Regions from separate parts of the Sus scrofa genome. Here region 2 is linked to region 1. A link is a contact called in public HiChIP or PLAC-seq data. All regions are on one chromosome and are shown on one strand. Each heading gives the region's core, a stretch centred on a gene start, on an enhancer-like site or on the middle of the called end of the contact. The rest is flanking DNA. Distances are from core to core; before and after follow the strand shown. Region 1 holds the start of ARHGEF19 (rho guanine nucleotide exchange factor 19). Region 2 holds the start of FBXO42 (F-box only protein 42).

Evidence for each region. HiChIP or PLAC-seq counts read pairs in DNA pulled down with a chosen protein or histone mark.
Region 2: an H3K27ac HiChIP or PLAC-seq map of alveolar macrophages shows a contact between it and region 1. The contact joins the promoter of FBXO42 here to the promoter of ARHGEF19 in region 1. A contact is called at or near these places in 1 of 5 promoter capture datasets (liver), 1 of 47 Hi-C or Micro-C datasets (embryonic fibroblasts) and 2 of 2 datasets of contacts at active chromatin or transcription factors (alveolar macrophages and skeletal muscle).

What each region holds. Positions count from the first base shown.
Region 1 is chr6:75,332,614-75,337,194 of Sscrofa11.1, forward strand. ARHGEF19 (rho guanine nucleotide exchange factor 19) reads right to left here and starts at 2,679. Exons shown (of 16, transcript XM_021095415.1): 1 at 2,568-2,679. LOC110261103 (a long non-coding RNA gene) reads left to right here and starts at 3,014. Exons shown (of 3, transcript XR_002344913.1): 1 at 3,014-3,129.
Region 2 is chr6:75,443,925-75,448,505 of Sscrofa11.1, forward strand. It overlaps FBXO42 (F-box only protein 42), which reads right to left and starts at 2,197. Exons shown (of 10, transcript XM_003127635.5): 1 at 1,963-2,197.

The DNA of each region.
Region 1 (4,581 bases), core at 1,429-3,928:
TTCCTCCCAGGGAAGAGGCCACCCCTCTTCTGGGGCCTTCCAAATGTACTCAGGGGGCTTCTCGGGGCTGCTGAGCATCCTGGGAGCTTTGCAAAGAAACTTCCAAGCTCTGGACTCTGGACTTCTTAGAGACCCTGAGAACTCTGCAGTGTGCTGACCTTCTCTGAGCCAGCTACAGCATCTCTCATCTCGATGGCTGGGAGATGGAAATAGCAATGCGGCACAGCTGGCACTATCCTGGCCATCTGTCCAGCATCACAGCTTCTTATGTGCCTGTAATGACCCACTTCACTATCTCCAACACCCTCCTGCACCAGACCTCCCAGACTCTAGTCCACACTGACTGAGTGAGCCCGCAAAAAACCAATTCAAGGAGTTCACCTGGCGGCACAGCAGAAAGGAATCCGACTAGGAACCACGAGGTTGCAGGTTAGATCCCTGGCCTCAAGCAGCGGGTTAAGGATCTGGCATTGCCATGAGCTGTGGTGTAGGTCTCAGACGCTGCTGGGATCCCGAGTTGCTGTGGCTGTGGGTGTGGCCAGCAGCTGTAGCTCCGACTCAACCCCTAGCCTGGGAACTTCTATATGCTTCAAGTGCATCCCTGAAAAGAAAAGAAAACAAAACAAAATAAAAACATTGGCCTCTCTCTTGGGCACCTGAGGTCAGATCCCAGGTTGCTGTGGCTGTGCCATAGGCCGGCAGCTGTAGCTCTGATTAGACCCCTAGCCTGGGAACCACCATATGCCACAGGTGTGGCCCTAAAAACCAAAACAACAACAACAACAAACAAACAATTCAAATAGCCCAAGTAGAACCTGCCTCCAGTAAGGAACGCTTACTCTGTGCCTGGCAAGCAATCTTTGCAAGCCTGAGAAAGGGTAAGCTGCTTTCTCCCTAATACCACCTGGTTTTTTGTGTTTGTTTGTTTGGCTTTTGTTTTGAGTTTTTTTGTGGGTTTTTTTTAGCATTTGCCAGGTACTTAATGTGAATATGTATACAAGTACACAAATACTAATACTCATGTCGCTAATAACATGAGTGCACGCAGTATGTGCCAGGTACTGTTCTAAGCACTTCACACCTTTTTTGTTTGTTTGTTTGTTTGTTTTTTGCCATTCCTGAAGCAGTTCTTGGGCCAGGTGCCAAACCAAGCCACAGCAGTTTCAACACCAGATCCTTAACCCACTGCTCCACAATGAGACCTTACGTGGAGTTCCCATTGTGGCACAGGGAAAACAATCCAACTGGTATCTGTGAGGACGCAGGTTCGATCCCTGGGCCTCACTCAGTGGGTTAAGGATCTGGCATTGCCGTGAGCTGTGGTGTAGGTCACAGATGCAGCTGGGATCCCACGTTGCTGTGGCTGTGGCATAGGCCGGCAGTTGTAGCTTGGATTCAGCCCCTAGCCTGGGAACTTCCATATGCTTCGGGTGAGGCCCTAAAAAGCAGAAAGGAAGAAAAAAAGGAAGAAAGGAAGAAAGAAAGAAAGGGAGAGAGAGAAAAGAACTCCACTTCACACCTATTTATTCTTTTTTTTTTTTTTTTTTGTCTTTTTGCCATTTCTTGGGCCGCTCCTGCCGCATATGGAGGTTCCCAGGCTAGGGTCTAATTGGAGCTGTAGTCGCTGGCCTACACCAGAGCCACAGCAACGCAGGACCCGAGCTGTGTCTGCGACCTACACTACAGTTCACGGCAACGCCGGATCATTAACCCACTGAGCAAGGGCAGGGATCGAACCCGCAACCTCATGGTTCCTAGTCGAATTTGTTAATCACTGCGCCACGACGGGAACTCCCCCTATTTATTCATTTACTCTCCACCGCACAACCCTCTGAGATAGCCACTGTTTCTGCTCCCACATCAGATGAGGACAGGTTAAATACACTATTCCATTTAAATCTCTCATCAGCTCTATAAAGTCCCTGTCGTACAGGTGATGAAACTGAACTTGTCCAAGGTCACACAGCAAATAAAAGTCAGAACTAATCTTCAGACCCAGGTGTGACTCCACCACTAATCTGTGCCCTTAACTATTGCCCAGTACTGCCTGCCCAGGCTTTGGGGAGGATCTAGTGAAAAGTGTGTGAAAGTCCATTGGGAGGTGTCTCAGCTGACCTAACTAAATTCTTTTATTATTCACACACTGCAGGCCTTGAGGAGCATATAGGAGCGTGAGCTCTCCCTTACCCACTGGTGACCATTCGGTTCAGAGCAGTCAGGTCCCCTCCCTCCTTCACATCTACCTTGGCCCCCCCCAGAGCATCATCCCACAATGAGAGGACATTGCACAGAGTGGGTCGGGAACCAGGTGTCCACGGAGAAGCGGCATGCTGGGGCACAAAGAGGTTTATTGTCAGCATTGCACACAGGGCAGGAGACCGGGGAACGTGGAGAGGGAGGCAATTCAAGACTAGGGGTTTTCAGAGAACCCTAGTCCCCCCATCCCAGCTCCAGGGCCAACCTCGGCACCGCTGGCCAAGGTACTGCCCAGACCCCTAGCTGGAAGCAGAGGACCCCAATGGAGGAAGCATCCTGGGGGAGCTAGGGTCCTGAAAGGGCAATCTCACCTCACTCGCCCCTGCGTCCTGGGCTCCAGGGACAGAGACCCTGCTGCAGTGAACAGAAAGCACGGCTAGGTGAGTCTGAGCAGGAGGCCCTCCGGAGCTGAAATGACTTGGGTGGAAATAATGTGAAAGAAGGGGCGTGGCGTAGGCGGGGCCGTATGGAAATTAAAGGGTACGCAGCCCATCCTCCCTCTGGGCGAGGTCAAGCAAGAGGGCGGGACAAGAAAACTGAGCTTAGGCCTGGGAGCCGGCAAAGGGGCGTGGCCCGAGGGGGTGGGGCCAGAGGCAGCAGGCAGCGCCGACCGAAAGCTGCGCCTCCTGGTCGTCCGCCAGCGCCTGCTTGACCGGGGAGCTCTCGCAGTTTATCTTGGTGGCCAGGGCGGTTGGCACGTCGGGCAGGAGCCGGGCGATGAGCCGAAGGAAGAACACCACATGCTGGGGAGAAGGGGGGCTCCAAAGAGAGTGATTGCTTTAGCAATCTTAATTTGCCGAGCGCTAAGTGCAAGGCACCATTCTGAGGGTTTCCAGATATTCATTCTTTTAATCATCACAACAACTCTAGGAGGTAAGTAAATTACTTCTCCTGTTTTACCTGAAATCGAAGTATAAAGAGGTTATTTGCCCAAAGGCAGAGAGGTATAATACGAACCCCTTAATATTAGGGACCTTGTTAGAGCTAGAGAAAGAGGATCTTGAGCAAAGGTTGAAGGAGCAAGCTTGCTCCCCTTCCTCCAGGACTGTTGCCAAGGAATAATAATAGTAGTCGTGATATTAATTCACTGAGCACCGACTTGGCTGTGCAAGGGCTTGCCACTGAATCTTCATAGCGACCCTAAGTAGATCTTATTCCGTAATATACCCTTTCTACAGCCAGTTGGCGGCACAGCCTGAACTCGAACCCAGGTCTGTCCATTGCGCGAATGACTGAGCCTGCATCCAAGGCAATGATGCAGCCAGAGGCACAACCATCAGCTTCCAGAAGAAGAGAGTGAGATTACCCTGCACATCGAACCTCGGGTCTTGAACCTCGGGTCTGCAACTGGCACTCCCACCCCTCCCCGCCCTAGAGCCGGGAACTTCCGGGTTGGCAGTACACTCTGCCCTCTAATCTGCCCCTCCAGACTCAGCTTCCCACCCTCCCACTTAGGCCCCCCTCCCCAGGCTCATCGCCCCACCTCCAGATTCAGCATCCCTGTCCCAGGCTGCAAACCCAGGACCCCTCTCCTCAGGCGGGCCCCGCCCTGCCCCAGCTGGTTCTCCCACCTTCAGGGCGTGTGATTGCCCTGGGCAAGGTAAGCTGGAGGTAGGAGAGCCAGCCTGAAGTTGGCTGTGGTGTTCATACTGGTACAGGAGACTTGGCAGCACATCCAAGGTGAAGGTGAAGAGAAAAGCCTGCAGGGGGCTGCAGGGGGGAAGGTCCTCCCGCCTTGCAGGGCCCAGTCTCCTAACTCACCCCCACCTTGGTCCAGTCCCAGCCCTGCAGGCAAGATAAGCCTGTGCCCCAGGATTCTAGCCCTCTGCCCCTATTTCCCAGTCTCTGATCCTGATTTCTAGGCTCAGCCCCCATTTCCCCGTTCCGGAGCCTCCTCCCAGTCTCTGATTTTCATTCCCCCTCTGACCCTGAATTTCCTGCCCTTGCCCCACACTCACATTCATGATGACAGACAGATGGGTCATGGCTTCAATCAGGAGCAGCCAGATCCCAAGGCTCTGGGCCCGGCCGCCTGTACTCACACACGAACTTGTAGGTATCCAGTCAGATCTCCACCCAGTTGCTGAGCAGAGCAAACAGGGGTGCCCGTGGGAAGACTGCCATGAAGATGGGGATGAATCCAAACTGCAGCAGTAGTTGTGGGGTGTTGGGCCAGGGTCACCTCCTCTGCTGGGCAGGCCCCCAGGGACCCTGCTGAGCCACTGCTCACCCATCTCCAGATATTCATCAAACAGGCCCTTGCACTCAGTGAGCTCAGAGTCCTCTTGCCAGTGCCACTGCTCTTGCTCCATTTTGGTGTCCTGC
Region 2 (4,581 bases), core at 947-3,446, 110 kb after region 1:
ATTTGTCCATCTCTGAGATAAATTCTCCTCAGGACCTCAATATTCTCGAAAAACCCAGAAATCTTGCTAGCATTTTCACAATAGGGAGCAATCCCACAGCTCTGAGTCTTACAGAAGGGTTTTAAGTATATAAAGCAGTGTTAAGAGAAGGCTCTACCAGAAACCAGACATTTAAGAAGCATCCTAAGCTCTTTTTCCTGAACCCTTTTTTGGTGACTCTGAGAAGGAAGAAATTGCAAAAGGCAAAATGCTGGACAGTGAGTGATGTCATGGATGTCACGAAGTTGCATCAATACCTGATGATGATTTAGCACAACAAGGCAACACATTATGCCAAGAAGCATAATGTCAAACCACCAGGATGCTTCACTGCATTAATTTCATGACTATTAGCAAATTGAAATGTAGAGTGGCTCTGCAATTTTCTAGAATGGAGAAGTTGCTGGTTTAGGTTTATATCCTTAACCAAGGCATTAAGAAAATCTAAAATCTATAGGGAAAAGACTTTAAGAAAAGAAAAAAACGGCCAAAAGAATTAGCTCGTATTAAACTAAACAGTTGTCATTTCAACAATTAAAAGCTTTCTGAAGTAGACAAAACACTCATGGGTCAATGTAGATTGAGTAATGTATTTATACCAGGCTTGCCAAAAGCAAACAGTTTCAGGATCTAAAATGACAACATACAATATAAAGGAAACCAATTAGATTATACACATGAATATGCTCAAAATTAGGGATATGACACAGAGCATCACTGGCCCCTGTAAAAGCTACAGGCTTAATCTTAAGTATTCAATTCTAAATGATGCTATTTCCTCTCAAATTTCATCCCTTTAAACCCATGATGTCATCATTCTTAAGCACAAGCAAAACAAATTTAAGTTACAAAAGGTATTTGGTGTGTCCAAGCCAAAGCCTCAACAATTCCACAGCATAACTGCAACTGAAGCCATCATTCCTCAAGCCGGTTAGAAGAGACCACAAGCTTCAAACCAGCTTGCCTAAGTGAGAGAAACAAAATCAAAGTCTCCAAATTAGCATGTGAACAACAACAACAAAAGTTCTCAAAAAGGCTAACAAGTACAATACAAGGTCCCAGCCAGCAAGTGAGAATTGGTGATGTGTCTGAATCTTCACGCTGAGCAATCGGAACCCACCACAGAAAGTCCAAAGACTTTGGCAATTAAAAATTAAGCTTTTATTTTCCTAATAAAATTCGGGAGATAACAGACAAAGCAATTGCGTGTTCCGAATCTTAACAATCCAAAGGTTTGAATCCAAAGGAACGAGGACTTCAATAAGCAACGAAGTTACTTTGCAGAGACCATCAAGATCTTACAATTGTTTTTTCTCCGTTTACAATTGGTTCCCACCCTCCCCGATTCCCTCTACAAACAATTCTCACCAGAAGCCTTCCACACTCACAACGTGGATTGCTGTCTCAATCAAGGAGATCCTCAGTTTCTACTTCGCTAGGGCTACATTCAAAAAACTAAAGGGTAGGAAAGGCTGCTTGTGTTTTATTTTTTAAGCCAATTTCAAAATGTTCCCTTTGCAACTGCAGCTTCAGAGATGCTGGCCCCTCTCCGCAGCCCCAATTTTTTGGAGAACATTGGCTCCTCTCCCAAGGCTTTAAAAAATTTGAGGGTGGGGTGGAAGATAATCCGAGACCCCCTAAGCCATTCTTACTCTGGTCACACACCCTTTGGTGGCCCCGGTGAGAGGACGAGAACCGCCCTGCTAGAGAGAGGCCGGGTTCGCCCTCATCCCAAGGATTGGCTAGAAAGGGGCTCTCCTCCTCCCTGCCTAACCTGAGGAGGCCGAGGATGACCAAAGCAAGGCCCCCAGGCCAGCCGTCACCGACCCCCGTGCCGGGCGCAGGGCCTGCGCCGGACCCAGGGCATAAAGGGCAGAAGGCGCCGGCTCCCTGCCGCGGCCCAGGGAGAGGAAGAAGCCTCACCTGGTCCAGCCCGCGCCACGCTCTCAAATACGCTCTGCTGGCGAAGGCAGTGAGGGAGCCAGGGATGGGACCAGAGCAGAGGCGCTCCGCCCTAGGCCGCGCTTGCAGCACTCGGGGCTCCTCACAGCTGGCGGGACACCGAGTCGCTCGGGGCCGCCATCTTCCTCCACTCAAACGCCGCCGCCGCCGCTGCTGCTCTGGCCCGGAGAAGACAGCACGGAGCGCGCATGCGCCGGGGATAGGCGCGGAGGACGCGCGCGCACTTACGTCAGCTCGGCGGGCCCGCGCGAGGCGACCTGTGGGCGGTGCCTAGTTGGGAAGGTACGTGCCGCACCCGGGACCTCCGCCGAGGTTCTTCGTGGTCGGTGTGTCGCCTGGGGAAACAAAGCCTGGAAGAAATGTCGTGCTTCTACGCCCGCCTCCCTCGGGTCCCTACAAACGGCCTTAGAACTGCACTCACTCTCCTTTGCACAGCCTGGGATAACTAGACAATTTTCCCAACGGCCTGAGAATATGATACGTGGAATTAATTCGTTTGTACCTCCTGAGGGCCCCCATGAACAGAGGGGAGGGCTGTAGCGGATGGAAGTGCTCTTGGATATAAAGTGAGGGAAATCTCTCGTAACTGTGTACCAACACAGTATGACTTGTTACTAGCCCCATTTCTCAGATGAGGAAACTGAGGCACAGGAGGTATCATTTTCCCAGAGCCGCATATCTTGGGGAGTTGGGATGGGGAGGTAGGACTTGAACTCAGAAACTAGTTCCCAGGCTCTTGTACTGAGTAGGTGGATTCCAGGAAAATCCCCCTTCCAAGGGAGCAACCTGGTGTGTAGGAGAGAGCCTTTATGAACTATCTGTACAGCCTAAGGGCTTCACTTGTCACCCTTGCATCTAAAAACTGAAGCAGGAGTTCCCACTGTGGCTCAGCGGGTTAAGAACCTGACATAGGGTCTATGAGGATGAGAGTTCGAGCCCTAGCCTTGCTCAGCATTTTAAGTCGGTGGCTACAGCTTTGATTCAACCACTAGCCTAGAAATTTCCATAGGTCGCAGCTGTGGCAAAAAAGACAAAAAAAAAAGAAAAAAAATTCCTCCAGTAGTGAGCATTTAATTTGTTTCCAGTCTTTTGTGGTTAAAAACAAAGCAGCAATGAAGCAGAAGTTCCCACTGTGGTGCAGTGAGTTAATGATCCAGCTTGTCTTTGAGGCAGTGCTGGTTCAGTCCCTGGCCCAGCGAAGTGGGTTAAGGATCCAGTGTTGTTGCGGTTGTGGCTCTTTCAATCCCTGGCCTGGGAACTTTCATAGGCCTCGAGGGTGGCAGAAAAAGAAAAAAAATTGGTAAGTTGCCATTTATTTCTTAATTGTCTGCATTGCCTCAGCTTGGAAATCAAATGGGAAGTTTTCTCACTGTGGGCTTTGCTCCTGTATTCCTATCACTTATCAGAGTGCTTCATGTGGTGTTATCAAAGGTGCCTGCAGTTCTGAGTGCCGATCGCTAAGCCCCCAACTTGAATGGTACAACAAACATATTTCACAAGGAAGAGAAGCTCATGCTTTAGGGTTTCTACCTGTGCCCATATATGCCACTGCCTCAACTTTTGGGGCATTCTCCCTGGAGGAAAAAACTGCCACTCCCTCAATTTTTAAAATTATTATAATTGTTCTATTTTATTACTAGCTATTGTTACTTCCTCAGTTTTAGTCCTTATTTGGTTCCATCACCTCATTTTACAGATGAGAAAGGAACTTGCCCCAGATCACAGGAGGCCTATATGATTAGGGCTAGCCCCACAATGACACATTTGGTGAAACAAAAGCTATTTCCTTTGCAGCATCTTCAAATGATCTCCAAGATCTCTCTTTCTGGTCTCTTAGAAGATGCAGTTTTAGGAATGCCCAACAAATTCATTTGTTTTTTTTTTTGTTTTTTGGGGTTTTTTTTGGGGGGAGGGGTGGCAGCGCCTGTGGCATGTGGAAGTTCCTGGGCCAAACCTGCCCTGGCAGAGACCCAAGCTGCTGCAGTGACAATACCAGATCCTTAACCCTCCGTGCCACAAAGGAACTCCACCAATTCCTTTAAAGCTCATTGCCGAAAGCAACAAAATTGTAAGAAACTATCTCCCTCTGCTGATTACATGCTGTAACTACAAAGCCTGAAACACCTTCAAGGCTTCGTTTGTGAAAAACTAATCACAACCCCAAGAGTGAGACTCAGGTGATGCTGATCCATCCACTATGCTGCTGCCAAAGCTCAGTGTGGATAATTAAAAGAATGAATTCACAGGAAGATGTATTCAAAGTAAATATAGTTCCAGAGAGTGAACGAGACAAAATCCTTTATCTTTGAAGTTGGTCAAGCTGTGAACAGTGGTATTTTATAATATCTGAGCTGCTAGAGGAATATGTATTAAGTGCCAATAAGAAACCTACCTGTATTGGAGTTCCCGTCGTGGCACAGCGGAAACGAATCCGACTAGGAACCATGAGGTTGGGGGTTTGATCCCTGGCCTCACTCAGTGGGTTAAGGATCTGGCATTGCCATGAGCTGTGGTGTAGGTCTCAGACATGGCTCAGATCCCACCTTGCTGTGGCTGTGGTGTAGGCCGGTGGCTATAGCT